Linked DNA regions of Mus musculus: region 1 is linked to region 2. The links are chromatin contacts, called in public HiCAR-type maps. All regions are on one chromosome and are shown on one strand. Each heading gives the region's core, a stretch centred on a gene start, on an enhancer-like site or on the middle of the called end of the contact. The rest is flanking DNA. Distances are from core to core; before and after follow the strand shown.

The links. HiCAR-type assays count read pairs that join an accessible place to other places.
Region 1: a contact with region 2 is called in a HiCAR-type map of embryonic stem cells, with 5 times the contacts expected there. The contact joins two enhancer-like sites. A contact is called at or near these places in 2 of 115 datasets of contacts at active chromatin or transcription factors (both in embryonic stem cells) and 1 of 9 other capture datasets (embryonic stem cells).

Annotation. Positions count from the first base shown.
Region 1 is chr5:53,949,008-53,951,773 of GRCm38.p6, forward strand. It overlaps Gm40305 (a long non-coding RNA gene), which reads left to right. Exons shown (of 3, transcript XR_868426.1): 3 at 808-1,986. Among named protein-coding and RNA genes, the nearest start is that of Gm40305, 23 kb to the left of the region's middle. Within about 2 kb of position 1,389, at least 56 of the 459 cell types and tissues checked have an H3K27ac peak or open chromatin away from gene starts, as enhancers often do. A contact at or near this core is called in embryonic stem cells, where this site is marked.
Region 2 is chr5:53,353,895-53,356,594 of GRCm38.p6, forward strand. No RefSeq gene overlaps it. Among named protein-coding and RNA genes, the nearest start is that of Gm40303, 88 kb to the left of the region's middle. Within about 2 kb of position 1,362, at least 46 of the 459 cell types and tissues checked have an H3K27ac peak or open chromatin away from gene starts, as enhancers often do. A contact at or near this core is called in embryonic stem cells, where this site is marked.

The sequences.
Region 1 (2,766 bases), core at 139-2,638, 600 kb after region 2:
CAGGAAAAGGGCAGCTCCACCTTTCTGTTCCCAAAGCCAAACCCTCACCACCAGGACGCTGGCTCTAAAAGAACCCTTGGTGACTCATTTCCAGGACAGAGGCCTGTTATAAAGTGAAGTATCCCATTCTTCTATCTTTTGACTCATACATTTTGAAAACTTTAGAAGGTAAATTCTCATTTTTATAGAATTCAGGAATGGATAAAATTCTGTCTATGTAAAAAACGGTTAGTAAAATAAGCGTTTAGAATGGCCAGCATTCAGGAAGATGGCCACAAAAGACTACACAGTCCTAGAAGGTTCAAACACTGCTCAAACATCCCTCACCCCCAATCCCAGCATCCTAAAAGCTCTAAAGCCAATTTACGGGACAACTTTAGCATCAAAATTCACGTGGCAGCAAACACTGACCTGAAATAATGGGACTTTATTTAGAGTCAATATTTATCTCCAAGTAATTATTTTTACATATCTGTTGTAACCAAAATACCAGTGTGTTTTATTACAGGGTTTTACCTCTATACCCTGATGAGAAGATAACAGAAACTTTAAGTACACTGTTAGACATTGTATCATTCTAGAATTAAAAAAAATACTCTGAATTCCAGAACAGGTAAGACACACAACAGATTAATGGGCTGAGTCTATATATAGTATTTTCAAATTAATTATAGCAGTAGACATTTTTTAGGATGTTGCAGTTTTATGAAAGTTGGAGGATGGTTAGCCATGCATGACCACATCTGATTGTCCAGGGTCCTCTCTAGCTCCTTCTGCATCTGTACTCTATCACTTTGCTCTCAATAGGAGTTGATGAATCTGCGCTCAAGCCCTTGAAGTGCACTGGGCTGGGTTCAAGAGACATGCCTTTAAAGACTGGCTGCCTTTGGAGAGTCACTTCGTGTTCTAGTCCATAGTTGTCCTATCTGGAAGAAGAGGCCAGTCTTGCCTTTTTCAGAGCATGCTGCAATGACGAAGCCGATGGGTATATGTGAAAATGCCCTAGAAACTATAAAGGAATGCGAAAGCTCTAAAGGAAAGCCCACTCTGCAGTTATCCCAGATAGCCTACTCTGACTCTAAAGGGGAATAAGCATTGTTTAAAGCCAAGTGTACTGACACTCTGTGCTGAAACCCAAGTGGTCAACAAGATGACTGGGATGCCCAGCTGGGCTTCAGGAGGGCTTCACTGCTTTGTGCTTGCCCATTTGGAGATGCTGTGGTCCTTGGATGCCTGTGTTAGTTTCCCTCGCCCTCTTGGGTGTGTCTGAGACAGCAGCTTTGCTGCTTTGGCTTTCGAATCCCTCACAGCGTGTTAGCATCTGGCCTTGCTTCCCTTCCACACTCTGGGCTGTGTTTAGACTGCACTGTCTGCTTTCAAGTCACGGGCTTCCCAACGCCCAGACATTTCACAGTCCCCTCTACTTGAATCACGTAAGTCTGGCCCTCGGGTCCAAGCAGTGCATGGGTGTGTCTCACACAAGAGAACAATCAACAAGATTAAGTTACTTTTGAGTTCCTAATTGATTTTCCAGAACTCCCTCTTCCTATCACAAAATACAGCTTTCTGAGCAGTGTGGTCTAATGCTGCAAGGTGTGGAGGTGGATGAGATTTAGGAAAGCAGATACATTCTGGAAATAAAAGGGCTTTCACATGTAAATGAATAATTGACATGCTTCGCCTCCCAATAACATTTATTGTTTGCAGTCACCAAACCCAATGCCAAGACAGATTTTTGTGTTTTAGGCTACAAAATTTGGAGAGTTGCTCAAATTCTTTTCATCCCTGGAGTTTTGTTTATATTGAATGTGATGTATTGAAAGAATTTTTTTTACCATGTTTTGGCATTATTTTGAAATACAAATTAGATAAGGCTAATTGTAATAATTGTTTTTAGTTATTATGACTCGGTATAGTTTCCTTGATTCTTGTTAATGTGTAGTTATACCTTTTATTTAAAAAAAAATCTATCTCTTTCCTTGCTTACTTGATGTGGTTTTATTTGTTTGTTTCTTCTTCAAGACAAACTCTTTCTATATATCTCTGGTTGGCCTGGTATTTACTATGTAGTCCAGGTTACATTTAAATTCAGGACAGTCCTTCTGCCTCATCTTTCCAAGGAGTTTATGGTCCTTAAGGAAGAGAAGACATGACTCTCCTCTGTAGTATATATAGAAACCTGTTATTACTTGGACTTGATATTATCCCTTTTTCCAAGGACTCTCCATGTGAATTAAACAGAGCTGATCAGGATCCATGGTACTTTTATCCAGGTTAAGCCCACTTTTTTTTTTTTCAAAAGTTAAGTAGATAATTACATTAGATGTTGTGGGGTCATGTACTTTAGTTAAAACTTGCTAACTAACTCCACAGTACAAAAGTAGCCAGTCACGGGCACCAGGGAAGTCAGCACCTGGGCATGACTGTGTTCTAGTAAAACCTCGTCTACAAAGGCAGGTGTTGTGCTAGAGTTATCCAGAAGCTAGTAGCTTGTTTGTTTTAATAAAGCACTCATTGCATTGTGCTATAATTAGCTTCAAGTTGCTGGTCTTCTCCATAAACCCTTGTGTTTCTTCTAGTAAAGACTCCTCGGTCAATTATTTTCAAAAAAAGAATATTCAATCACTGACTAACTCATCAGAAAAAAAAAATAACTGTTTTAAGCAAAAGTCAGTAGTTGATAGTGATACAGGTGAGGGAAACTAATGAGAAACGGGGTATTTATTAATCTCCAAATACTAATAACTTCCCACTACACACCTATTG
Region 2 (2,700 bases), core at 112-2,611:
AAATCCACCTGCCTCTGCCTCCCGAGTGCTAGAATTAAAGGCATGCGCCACCACGCCCGGCTTCCATTATAAGTTTTAAGTTGCTTGCCGTTCGAGTAGTTCTGGGTAGTACATTTAGAATCTCACAGCATCTGAACCACCTCTCGGGCATGAATTGGCCTGGAGGCAGGGTCTGCCCCTCCTGTTAGCTGACTCCATTTTCAGATTGATAGGCGCATTGTCATAGTGCCAAGGTCCCCGCAACTCTCACTTTCCTTGACCTCATCCTCAGAGAACAAGAGCGGATTGTAGTGGGTTGGGCTGTGCCAAGGAGAAGCCACGCAGGGCTTCTTCTAAGTAGAGAGACGGTAGACATTTTGAGAGAGAGCCCACACTCACAAAATGTTTATTAGGTTATATTATTATAATTGTCTTACTTATTATGAGTTGATTTGTTAATTCTTTCTGGGCATAACAATACTTTATTATTATTAATTTTAGAGTCAGGATTTCCGGTACCTCAGGTGGCCTCAAACTCACTGTGCAGCAGAAGATGACCTTGAACTTCTGACCCTCCCACCTCTAGCTCCTGAGCGATTACAAGCATATGTTGGTACACTGGGTCTTAGGCCATGCTGGAGATGAGCCCAGGGCTAGGTGGAGTTTACCAACTGAGCTAGCCCCAGCTATCTCAGCCTACTTTATAAGCCAAAGCTTATTCATGCTAGGCAAGAGCACTGTCTGGAAGCAGGTGTACCTTAGGGCCCAGATGATCTGCAAGTGTGCACCGCTCCCCCCCCCCCTTCCCCCCATAATGTTCAAGGTTCAAGGAACTTTTTGCTCTCAGGCAAGGGGTGCCACGGCACCAAGTGGCCAGAGCTGATAGGCTCTGGAGCATCAGTCCCTGCCTTCCTGAGGCCACAGAGGCACCCTGTGTGCCAAACTCCACTCTTGATGGGAGCTGCCGGTTGGGGACAAAAAGACAGATTAAATGAAGACCCAAGGAATATGAACCAAAAGAAGGAAGACAAGTTTAATAGATTCCACTCCTCCCCCCCCCCATCTCCGGCACCCCACTAATATTGATCAAGTCAGCAAGTGCAATATCCTGTCTCTGCTCTTTGCTTTTACTCTCAGGAGATAGAGTCTCACTAAGTTGTTAAGACCATCCTCGACCTCCAAATCCTCCTGTCTAGGCTGGGCTTACAGGCCTGCTCCACAGCCACCAGCCTGGCTGACCTGGGTGATTTTAATGGGAATGATCTCAATGAAAAAGTTTACCCCCATGGTGAGTGCAGACAGAGGCTTTGGAACAGGCTGGGCGGCTCGGGAATGAGGAGCAGCTGCCAGCATCTCCCAGGAGGGGGCAGCAACGCCACATGCAAACAGGACCATGACTTCTCTAGGAGGGAGGGTCCCAGAAGAGGAGGGTGGAGCTGGGGAAGTCCTGTCTGTGGCCTCAGCACCTCTCACTCGACCTGCTAGCATCCTTTCTCACCGGCCAGAGTGTATCCCTCCGGAGGACTGCAGGAATTCAGTTTATTACTGTCCCTATGGTCCCCAAAGCTCCAGGGAAGTTGGCTGGGTTGATAGAGGCACAAAGGATCCATGGGAGTCTTTTGCTTGGTTAATCTGGCCTCTTCTGAGCAGTTAAATGCTGAGCAGGTGGTTAAACCTTGGTTGTTTGAGAACCTCCCCCGCCCCCCCCCCCCAACAAAGGGTCCTTCTCCTCTGGAAGCCACCATGCAGTGGGTTATTTGATTTCAGGATGGGCGTGAACTGAGTTCCGAGGAGAAGGAGGAGGAGAAGGAGGAGGAGGAGGAGGAGGAGGAGGAGGAGGAGGAAGAGGAGGAGGAGGAGGAGGAGAAGGAGAAGAAGAAGAAGAAGAAGAAGAAGAAGAAGAAGAAGAAGAAGAAGAAGAAGAAGAAGAAGAAGAAGAAGAAGAAGAAAAGAGCCACACCTATGTTAAAGAGTCCACTGGGCTGATGAACTGATTAAAATGTAACGATTACGAAGAGTTGGAATGCTGTCGATCCAGGCTCCTCTTTGGTTATCTTTGGTCTGCTTAATAGCCTCTTATCATTCCTATCTTTAGTAACATCCTTCCTGTGATCAGGTAAATCCTGCTGGAATACAGGAACCAGAGCTTAACCTTCACCCACCTCCAAACCAAGAATGCTACCAGACAGTGCCTGAGTCCCTAATCCTGTCCTTAGCTATAAAGTTCTCCAAACTGTCTCCACCTTGGGATGCATTATTCTGGGACAAGGGGAACCTGTGTTCCCAGTCCATGGTCACTCGTATTTGAATCATATAAGAATCAATTATCTTCTTCCCTTTGGAGTGGGAGGAACATTTCGTATAGACAGCTGACTCCATTTTCAGATTGATAGGCGCATTGTCATAGTGCCAAGGTCCTCGCAACTCTCACTTTCCTTGACCTCATCCTCAGAGAACAAGAGCGGATTGTAGTGGGTTGGGCTGTGCCAAGGAGAAGCCACGCAGGGCTTCTTCTAAGTAGAGAGACGGTAGACATTTTGAGAGAGAGCCCACACTCACAAAATGTTTATTAGGTTATATTATTATAATTGTCTTACTTTATTATGAGTTGATTTGTTAATTCTTTCTGGGCATAAACAATACTTTATTATTATTATTATTAATTTTAGTGTAAGGTGTGTGTGTGTGTGTGCCTGTGGTGTTTGTATGGTGTGTGTATGT